Regions from separate parts of the Anas platyrhynchos genome. Here region 2 is linked to region 1. Evidence: chromatin contacts called from public Hi-C data. All regions are on one chromosome and are shown on one strand. The core of a region is the stretch at or near the end of the contact, and the rest is flanking DNA. Distances in the headings are between cores, read along the strand shown.

Region 1 (5,547 bases), core at 2,878-5,377:
TGCTGGAAACTAGTCTCTGTTGCAGCATGTTGTGTGATTCTACCTCGTAGCAGCTTCAGTCTTGCATACTAAATATTTTTGATCGTGTGCAAACATGCAATATGCTAAGAATCCAATCACCCTGATTCACTGCAAAACCAGTCCATTTGCCAGGGCTTGAAGTTCTGTTTGAAAACCATTCTATTAGTAAAAAGTTTCTACTCAGCTGTAATATTGATTCCACAGACATATCTTGAAAATTAACACAAATTTCATGAAAAACATCAGAAAGAAAGTCACCATGCATCAAGAGAACAGTATTCCTCAGTACATAAAAATACATACATACTTAACCATGGAACAAGATACTGACTTCTGAGTAACACAGCCTTCCTAGTGTCTTGATGTTATATTGCATGTTTACACCCATCAGATCTCAAAACTGAATGAAATCTGTATTGCTGAGTTGCTTAGCAGAATGGAGACTAAGGTGCTGCTTTCAAATAAATTCTGAGCTAAAACTAAAGCCATTTATAACACGAGAATTACAGATTTTGAGACATTAACATACCTAGCCAAATATATCTGTGCATGTATTCAGAGTAGCTGTTAACTTTGTGTTGATGGTATAATATCTGTGTATAGCGAGGCAGCAAACTGATTTGAACATTGTCCTTTTCATGTCAGCCTTCTATAGAGTACTGCTACTTTGCTATGTAACAGAAAGAAATCCTGAAACAGTTGAGTTTTAATTAAAATTCAGTGAGCAAAAATCCTGACCTCAAAGGACAATTTCCATCAACTCATTATGGATTTCATTTTACTCTGAGTTGACACTTGTATTACGGTTTCTTAATATCACACAAACCTCAAGCAGAGCTATAATGAGTGTAGTCTGGATCAGAGGTTAACTTATTTTGTGATTAAGTTTTTAAAATATTTCAAATTCTCCAACTTCATATAAAAGCTAACATATACAACCACGTTATGTCTACATTAGAAACCTTTAAAAATTTTAGGACTGAGAGTTTAGGCTGTATACCACAGGACAGTCACCATTTTTCTACTCTCTTTACTAGAAACCAGTATTTGGACATCCAGGAATTTGGGTGAGAAATGAAACGTCACTGTATCTGAATAAACTACTTAAGTTCAGCATGGATGGCTTATGTCAAGTCTACAGTGTATGCATACTGGGGGAAGAAAAGCACATGTGTTGGGCTGCCTAAGAAATTGCCTACATTTAACTTTCCTCTTAAATATAACCCGTAAGTTGAATGTTTTGTGCCAGGCTGTTCCTGACCACATTGTGAAACCCTCTGCAAAATGAGGGTCATGGCCATGCTCATAAACAAGACAATTAAGTCAAATGCATCCCTTTTCAAATTCAGCACCTTTAATCTGCCTAATATCTGTAGATAAAATGAAGATATATGAATGTGTATACAGAATCAGAAAAGGTGTTTCAAACTAGATATTTGTACTCCTAAACTATACAGCTAAAGTACCTTTTTTGCAAATGATCTTCCTTACTAACATTGTAAACAGTAGGTACTATGTATCTCTTCTGATTTGTGTTCCCTGTGTTAACGCACATAAAAATATCAGTTGAAAGCATTAAAAAAACCTGCTTTTACTTGGAGAAACCAGATGCAGCAAATACAGCAGATTTCATGATATATGGTTCTACATGATCAAGTATAGAAGTAAAATACTGAACACATTCATTGAAATCCCTTTACCTTTTGAGACCTGTGACTATTAGTCACTGCTTTATTATGAGTAATAGATCACATGTAGTTTAATGCAAAAATAATTTATCCAGAATATTTTAAAAATACTTCTGCACTTGTGTTATAACAAATAAAGCTAATAACAGATAATATGGGAAATATATTTCAGGTACTTTAACTCCAAGAAAGACAGGGAAAACGCTAATTTATTTTATCCTTTCTATGCAAGACAGTAATACCCTTTGAAAAGCATAGCATTAACATTAGTACTGATGTTTTTTCCACAGTAAGGTTTTTTATAACAATCTCATATTTTAGTAGATTATTTTGAAAAGACAGCATCAAAGAATCAGGTTACTTGTCACATTTATTGATCAATCCACTAAATCTCTGTTTTTGTACATGCAAAAAGAAAAAAGAAAAAAAAAACAAAAACAAAACAAAAAAAAAAAAAAAAAAAAAAAAAAAAAAAAAAAAAAAACACCACTAGATGTCAGCATTAACTTTCTCCAAAAAAAAAAGACACAAGCCATTTGATTTCTATTTTCTGGTAGATGTAAACCCATAAAGTAGCTCCTGAAGTCCAAAGTTCCTTAAAGGAAATGTTTCTAACGTAAAGACTGATCTCGCAACTGGCTGGGCATCAGAGTTATTTGCCCTGGCAAGTATATCACAGCTTGATTTGTTGAACTAAATTTGGTAGAATTAAAGAAATTCTACATTCATACTCCTAATAACTGAACATGTCATGTACACAAAATGAATCATCTTATTCAGCTGCAGCTAGGAACAAAAAGCCAAGTCCACAGCCTTAAAGACTCTGGGATGTGTACTGTCATCAACAGTCTCATAGGCCTGCTGCTGCTGAGTTTACCAGATTTTATCTAAATAACATAAGGAGTAACATATGGACCTGACTGTATTTAACAGCTTTGAATTTTGCAGGAACTGCTGTTGTAAATTTGCTTCATTATGACAGTGGCAAGATGCCTGACAATCACTTACTACTCCTAAGATACAAGCCATAACCTCCCACAAGACTGACCACAAACTATCATAACAGTTTTCTGGGAAACAAATCATAAAAAATATGCAAAAACAGAGCTGCAAGCACTTAAGGCCTTTTTTTTTTGTCTTTTTTTTTTTTTAACTGACAAAGTATCTGAGATTTTCTTACCTTCTGATTCAGTTAAGTCTCTATATGCATACTTTGCTTACTGCCATGAGGACAAATGCCTTCCTAAAATGCCCACATTTGCACTTTCAGGACATTCTAGTTATGAAATTGATTCACACATAGTAATAATCATTTGTTTTGAAGTTGAAGTACAGTTAGCAGAACATTTAGAACACAGACTTAGATCTCAAGACAGATTTCTGTATTTAAGGACAAGAACTGATGGAGCAGTGGTGAATAATGTGGTTAATATTTCTGTCCCAAAAAAACCTTACTAGGAGATTCATGTTTGATTGCCACTGAAGATAAGAGCAACATGTGTGGCAAATAGCCAATATGCAAGTCAGAAGGTATTTTATCATTTGAGGTTCCTATACAGTGTAAACCTGTGCAGGCCATTTTACAACTCTTTTCTCATTTTTTGTATTCTATAGGTGTTGGTGAAACTTGTTTTCCATTTTATAGAGGACTAGGGCATCTGCAGTCATCTGCAATACCACATCATTATTTGGATGCACAAATATAGCTATTAGGAATCAACAGCTCAAAAATCTATTTTTTCAGTTCTTCCTATGAGATTTTTGTCACCTGTATTGAAAACAAACTGATCATGAAGTGTGTAGCTTTATCAGTTTCCCTAAACACACTACTGTATTGCTATTTACTCCATTCTTTTGCTCCCATCAGATAGCTGTTACAGGCAGGTGGATATTGTGTGAATTAATTTTAGTATCTGTGAACTTTCGTAGCACCTGACAACCTTAAATGCTGGACATAACCACAGTGTTAGTGTTCGCTGAAAGATTAAAATTTGACATTTTAAAAAATAATAATAATAATAAATCTGCAAGAGAACCAGAAGGCAAGCTCCACTCTTCCTCAGTCCACGAATAATTCAAAGTACACAGGAGCAATGCCCTGGTTCACCTCAGAATGGCTGGACATACCTAAGCACACATAAAAGTCAGAAAACAAATAGTGCTTCTTTGGGCTGCACTGTTTAACCTCCTAATAATTTCTGCTTCTAAGGCCAGTACAGAGGACAAAAATATTTTTTTTCTTCCCAAAAGAGGCCACTTGCCGAGGCAATCGGCTCCGGGGCAGACGCATTCTGCCGATCGGGCAGGCAGGGCTCATTTTTCTGGCACCGAGCCCACTCGAGGGAGCCGCCAGAACCCGGCAGCCCTCGCGAGGGAAGGGAACGTGGCGACAACGAGGCGGAGGCGGAGCCAGCAGCGCCCCGCCCCGGCCGTTCATAAACTGCCCCTAGGGAGCACGGTGACTAGGACGGGCAAACAGGGCGTGGCGCGGCAGAAGGGTGAGGCGCGGCAGTTCCTGCAGGCAGGGCGAGCAGGGAGGGCAGAGCGCGCTCCCCCGCCCATACGAACACCTCCTCTAACGGCGGTCTACTGCTAGCTCAGCTGCAGTGGTGTACACCAGGCACAGCGCGCTCTCCAAGAAGTCTGTACACACCCAGACTGACTGCCTGCTCAAATCTGTGGCAGTTCAGGTTTCCAGGTGCAGGGAGTGCCTGAGCCTGTTGCTACCACCTGCAGGGGGCAGAGGGACTGTGTGCGTGAGGGGCCAACAGGTGGATGACCTGGGCTGCCTCGTGGCAGAACTCAAGGAGGTCGAGAGGTTGAGGGATATCAGGGAGTGTGAGCAGGAGACAGACTTGTGGAGCAACTCCCTGCACAGCCTGAAGGACAGGCACCGGGGTGAGACACCCCAAATGGGGCTGGACCCCCTGCCCTGTTGCTGTCGGGCAGAGGCAGGGGACCTAGGAGTTGAGGAGGAATGGAGACAGGTCCCTGCTAGACATCGCAGGCGATGCCCCACCCTACTGGCACCACCTTCCCAGGTGCCCTTACACAACAGGTTTGAGGCCCTGGAGCTTGAGAGACCAGTAGCTGAGGAAGAGGTAGAAAGTCTACCCAGGAGGATGGCTAGGGCGAGGAAGTCAACTCCACCTCAGGACTGCCTCCACCAGGACAGAAAGAAGAGTGATTGTTATGGGCGATTCCCTTCTCAGGGGAACAGAGGGCCCTATTTGTTGGCCTGACCCTACCCGTAGGGAAGTCTGCTGCCTCCCTGGGGCCAGGGTCAGGGACATTGCCAGAAAGCCTCCCAACCTGGTTCTCCCCTCCGACTGTTATCCTCTTTTAATAGTCCAGGCTGGCAGTGATGACATTGAAGAGAGAAGCCTGAAGACCAGCAAATGGGACTTTAGGGGACTGGGACAGTTAGTGGATGGAGCGGGAGTACAGGTGGTGTTTTTGTCCATCCCTACGGTGGCAGGGAGGGGTACAGAGAGGACACAGAAAGCCCACCTGATAAACACGTGTCTCAGAGGCTGGTGCCAACACAGAAATTTGTTTTTTTTTGACCATGGGACACTTTACTCGGCACCTGGCCTGATGGCCGCAGACGGGTCCCTATCTCTAAGGGGAAAATGGATCCTGGGCCAGGAGCTGGCGGGGCTCATTGAGAGGGCTTTAAACTAGGTGAGAAGGGGGATGGGGCTGAAACGAGGGTTGTTGGAGCTGTGCCAGGGGTAACAATGGCAAGGCTGGGAGAGAAGGCAATGGCCCAGCTGAAGTGCATCTACACTAATGCACGCAGCATGGGTAACAAACGGGAGGAGCTGGAAGCCATCGT
Region 2 (5,810 bases), core at 2,506-5,005, 170 kb after region 1:
TGCAGAACTGATTCATTTTTCAAAGAGGGAGTTGGCATTTCTCTGTGGACTGCTAATTAATCAAACTAATTACATGGGATTTAGTATTTGTTGTCAAGCTGCTCTTAAGAAATAATTATATTTAAAAAGCAGTGGCATTTGTTCTGAGCACTTTTTTTTGATTGCAACAGTTGCATTATACACTGAGGTCATTTACCAGGCTTTTCCAGTGCCAAAGAATAACAGCAGATTCAAGGGTTTTCTTATTAAAAAAAAAAAAAAAGAAATAAAAAAGTACAGTAATGTTTCAAGGATAGCCTCACTTTTCTAATAAATTATGTTTTCTACTAACTTAGCATGAAAAATTATATATACGAATTGTGTTATTGATTAATGTGGTCATAGATACAGATTTTCAATTTTAGTGAACTAATGAGATGACAGAAAAGTGAGCTTTGCTGACTGTTCCTGGAGCCTTTTTTTTTTTTAATGTGTTAATGCATTTTAATTTTGATGCTCTCAATCAAGAGGTTGGATTTTGAGCTTTGCTTGTTCCTTATAATATTTTAATGCAGAAAAGCCTCAGGCACATTATACTTGCTGAGTTGCTTCAGTCAAAATCAGAATTCTGTCATCTGAAGCTTAGATTAGTAGCTGATATAGGAAAATTGAGGAACTTAAGGAAACGTCTCTCTATAGAATAAATCTAAAAAGCTGAGGAAATATTATTCAGACAGATTTGAGAGATTCTTTGTTTATGTGTGGTTCTGAGTAAAAGACTGATAAACGAGTCATGGTAGAGGTTATGCTGACGTTACTGTAACTATTAATTAATACAAAAATATTTGAAATAGAGTAAGTTATCACAGTTCTGGAATTTCTGCTGTTGATAAAGATGATGTTTAGCTTTATGTATTCATGTACTTCCTTTTGACCATGTTACAAAAAGAAAAAGATGTGGTTTCACTGATATATTTGTTTTCCTCATGTCCATTGAATCAGATATGGAACGTATGGCTCTCAACTTATCAAAGGATGATCTGCAGAATAGGTGCCAAAAGATTTTCCTGTGTGTCTAGGAAAAGCTGATACCTGAAAACATTGTATCAGCTCCAAATTCAGAGGCAAATTCCGAATTCACAGCTTTGTTGTAAATGCATGAGTTTCTTTCATTTTGATCATTTCAAAACATTTTGATTTTTGATATCTAAGAAATTTGTTCTGATTATATTAAGATGTTGTACAAAATATGGATGATAAAAATGAACATAGTTCATTAGTGTTGTAAATGTTGGACATTTATAACATCCAAATTTAAAACTATTACTGTATCAGTTTTACAAAAAAAAAAAAAGGGGGGGGGAGGGGAGTGGAGAGGGAAGAAAAAGTCAGAGAGGTTCTCCAATGCCCCAAAACTTACTCTTAATTATTTTTTTTTCTGAAATCAAATCATTTCCATGTCTACTTCGCATTGTTGATATAAACAATCTGGAAAAAAAAAAAAACACAGGGGGAGTGGGGAACAATATTTACAACTATCTTATATGACACTAAGCAGGGCAGATGATGTTGAAAGATCAGATTTCCCATTATTAACATAAATACTACATTGGAAGCAGTTGTGACTAATGTGGAGGTTAGAAAATAGGAAGTATATAATAAAATGAGATTCAGTGTAAGATTAACATTTAGTGGGAAATGTAATTCACCAGATACTCATTCATTAGAACAAAAGAACATATGAAATAATAAACCTAAAATAAATGAGGTAGTAATAAATTTTAAATGAATAGATCAGTTAGGAAGAGTTGGTTATCTTTGTTACAGACATAAAAAGATGAGTGAAATTTCAGGTTGTAACATCATGTTGCAGCCTTCCGTCATGAATCAGTTTTTTCTTCTGTAAGTTGACCTTGTAAGAGTATTAACCATCTACAAAAAGGAGGGGGTTATGGTTGGCATTTTGAGATTGTAACTAGAAGTAATGGAGTGAAATTTAGAAAATTTAAATTTATACTCAATTACATAACAAAGTGGTCTGCAAAAATAAAAAAGTGACCTTAGCCTGTTGAATAGTCTTCCAAGCAAAGGCAGTTCCTTTTCCTCCCATTTCAATGAGCTCATAAACCGTTACAATTTATTCTAATAATATAGTACTGGTAAGGTGGTACAAAAGTTGTTCTGATGTGTCTTTTAATCTCCATTTATGTGTCTTTTAATCTCCATTCAATAAAATGTACTGTTTTTTCTCTAATATTATCAGGGCCATTGATTTGTTTCCTAAAATGCATGTTTACTTCCAGTAAATAAGTAAATTGTAGTGTAATAATTCAATCTTACTCATATGAATATAAAGTTAAATATTTATTCTTTACCAGTTTCAACCTCATATATATGAAGTAACAACTTCATATTCTACAGTTTGTACATTTCTCTCTTCATTCAGTGAAGCAAGTAAGGAAAAATTTTGGTGTTGCTGTAAAGAAAGACCGAAAAATTGGGACAATCAATAGATGAATTTATTTTCATTGTGTTCTAATCAAAGCATGAAAATATGTTTGTGCTAGTCAGATAAAACTTTGGGGTTCATTTCTATTCCAGATTTTTTATATGTATGTTCAGTATACAAATTTTCTACTGAATTTATATACAAGAGGATTTCATAATCAAAGTAAATTTTAAAATATTCCTCTTGTCAAATTGCAAAAATAGGCTGTGCTTGCACATTGATGCACCTCTAATTTTTCAACTGTAGTGGTTAATTTGAATTTTTCTTTAGGTGACAAGTTTGGTCACATTTGACATTACAGCCTGGTTTGGTTATCAGAATATGCTACTCAGTACCTGATCTCCAGTAACGCTTTCTGTGAACTAAAGTAATTTTTTTTAATTGTGTTTTTAAAATGAATTACATATTCCCCATTTAGGTATGTTATAGTATTACAAAATATGTCTTCTGATAAAGATATGGAGAGATTAAGTCAATCTGATAGTGGACTTGGAGCCACAGCAGCTTTTTGAAAATAGAAGAAAAAGAAGAAGCTCTATGGAACCAATAAATAGTCAAAGCCAAATTAGTGACAAATGTCTCAGTCCATTGTTCCAAAGAGACTTTGATGTGGTGTTTGAATTTGCAAATGCTAAATGTAAATTTGACTGTGCAGACTCTATCATAAGAGCTACTTAACCCACCATTTTAAACTCACACATTTGATTATTCCCTGTGAATGCCTACCTATGTATATAAAATGAAGCACAGGCAAAGCTGTATGCCAGCCTGTAGATATAATTTTTAATTAACCTCAGTATTCTGTACTCGAGTATGCTGATACAGTGCTGTGTTGATCATTTGATGCATGTGGTGAAATGAAGATACTTATTGGTCTTTAAATGGTAAATTTAAAGCAAGCAATGAAAATGCTACTAAAAGCTAGCTTAAGGACAAAGTATGGGAAAGTTACTCTCTTTGTCATAAAAGGGAATTTACCTTCCTAATGCTTTTATCCTCTGTTCAAGCAGTTTGGGAGATACTTTGTAAGACCAAGCCAAAATCGTAAAGTCAAAAAAACTTGTCATAATTTTAAAGCCAAAATAAGAGAGTTAAAATGAGTCTCTTAGTAGGAGAGAGAATCAAAAACAGTCCCCCAGCAAAACTGAATCTGGAAGCCAAGTGAAATCAATTGCCTGTGGTAGCCCAAGGAATGCAGCGTCCTCCCAGGGACTGCTAGGCAGCAGTGAAGTTATGAACTTCAGCACTCTTTCTTCTTGTTTGCTGCCCTCTGCGGTTCAAACTGTAAATAAAAGTAGGACTTGTGTGCATAGAGCTAACTTCACACACTCCCTTATGCTCTCATTGCATTGGCACACTACCACAGGAGGAGAACTTGAATACTGAGATTCAAGTGCATACAGTGCATTAACATACACTGTTTGCATTTTTTTCCTTACAAGCAGATTTTTATTTTTTTATTATTATTTTTTTTAATTTAGCATTCAACTACTAGCAAGAGTATTTAAAGATAAAAAGGGAGCCAGTTACCATTTCCATTTTAATCTGTTTGGCTACTGGGGTGGAAGCCCAGTGCATCTGGTGGTGTGTTCTCACTCCCTATAAGGAGGGAGGGACACCAGGCCACCAGTGTGTAGGCATGAGGCTGCTGCTGTCCAGGCAAGCTTGAGGCTAATAAAACTGAAGCTGGATGCCCAAGGAAATGGGCAGCCAGTCAGTAGGCCTGGATTTGTAGTGCCAACAGCTCCATGATATGCTTTGCATTTCAAGGGATTTATATCTGAGTAATTTGAAACTAGTTCATTAAGTGAACACCCATTAGTGGCTGCAGCCCATTAATTGGGCTCCCATAGTGCATCTTCTGGCTCAGTTTATGTGAAATAAATTGAATTTGTGTATTCCAGGGCTCCTCTGCAATGAGAAGCATGGTGCAATAAGACAGACAAGTAAGAGAGATTCCCATCAAAAGGTCATTACTGATATATGAAGTAAAATCCCAAAGTAGATGCTCCCAATTGTTGATTTTAACAATTCTGTCCCAGGAAATTAATTCATTGTTATAATATAAAGATTAAAACATGCTATAGATGTTTCAACATACTGTAACTTAGGAGAAATCATGAAAAGCAGCTGCTTAATACTGTCTTCACAGATTATCCAGATCTAAATTGTGGATTTATATATATATATTATTTTTTTTAAGGTAAGCAAAAAAAATCTGATTATGCCAAGCATTACCTGTAATGGGATACTGAGTAAATATAATATGAATCATAGAATAATTTAGGTTGGAAAAGACCCTTAAGATCACCAAGTCCAGCCATCACCTAACACTACAAGCCCACCACTATAATTACCACATCCACTCCATCACCTCCGTGGGCATCCTGTTCCAATGCTTAACCACCCTTTCTGTGAATAAATTCTTCCCGATATCTGATCTAAACCGCCCCTGCTGCAACTTGAGGCTGTTTCCTCACATTCTGTCACTTGTCACCTGAAAAAAAAGACCAACATCCTCCTCGCTGCAGCCTCCTTTCATATGAGGTCTCCCCTCAGCCTCCTTTCCTTTAGACTAAACAGCCCCAGTTCCTTTATCCCTCAGATGAAGTATCTTCTGTATTTTTGAATCTGTTGTATTTGCATTCATATCTTCATCTCTCTATAGGAGAGATTGGGTGTATTCCTGAAATCATATATAACCTCTAATATGTCTCTGTATAGTCTCTAGTATCTCCAGATATTGCGTGAGCAGCTCATAGGTATTTGAGCACCAAGGTAGTTCAAAATTGCTGTTGAGCTTTCAATAGAGCAAAGTTGGCAGCCCATTCTAATAACGTCAAAGGCAGCAAGAAAAGTGCTATAAGATTTTTAATTACCTGAAATGGGCAAGCACGCAGTGTTATCTCTTGCAGAAAATAGAAATAGGTGTGTGATTGTTCTAGTATATTGGTGGCAGCTTGACTCAGGAGGAAAAAGTGTTATATACTTAATCACCAGTATCATGCCTTATATAGGACCTTGCCTCCTACTTTGAGGATTGCTTTCTAGGTCACGCCATAATTAGTGTCTAAGTTCTGATAATTACACTTGTGGGGGCCTAAATTTTAAATTCAGAATTATCTTCAGCAAGAGGCTTTTTTTATTCAGAGATCCTGAAGACAAGAGTTCACTGTAATTCTGCGCTGCATGGCAGCTTACATCAGATCTTACAAAGGAACTGAAGCTGTTTAGAAAATAATTAAGGCAGCCAAGTTTGCAGTGGATTAAACATCCCATTGGGAGCTCTACTGTTTTGCACTGTCATGTTTTCATGCTACTT

What was found. Hi-C and Micro-C count contacts between places; a contact is called where the count stands out from the background.
Region 2: a Hi-C map of liver shows a contact between it and region 1, with 6 times the contacts expected there. The contact joins two enhancer-like sites. A contact is called at or near these places in 4 of 8 Hi-C or Micro-C datasets (F1 follicle, liver, skeletal muscle and 1 more).

What each region holds. Positions count from the first base shown.
Region 1 is chr4:23,033,199-23,038,745 of IASCAAS_PekinDuck_T2T, forward strand. No RefSeq gene overlaps it. Among named protein-coding and RNA genes, the nearest start is that of TLR3, 9.9 kb to the left of the region's middle. Within about 2 kb of position 4,128, at least 1 of the 8 cell types and tissues checked has an H3K27ac peak or open chromatin away from gene starts, as enhancers often do.
Region 2 is chr4:23,205,921-23,211,730 of IASCAAS_PekinDuck_T2T, forward strand. The region is part of intron 12 of SORBS2 (sorbin and SH3 domain containing 2); the gene reads left to right. Among named protein-coding and RNA genes, the nearest start is that of PDLIM3, 56 kb to the right of the region's middle. Within about 2 kb of position 3,756, at least 1 of the 8 cell types and tissues checked has an H3K27ac peak or open chromatin away from gene starts, as enhancers often do.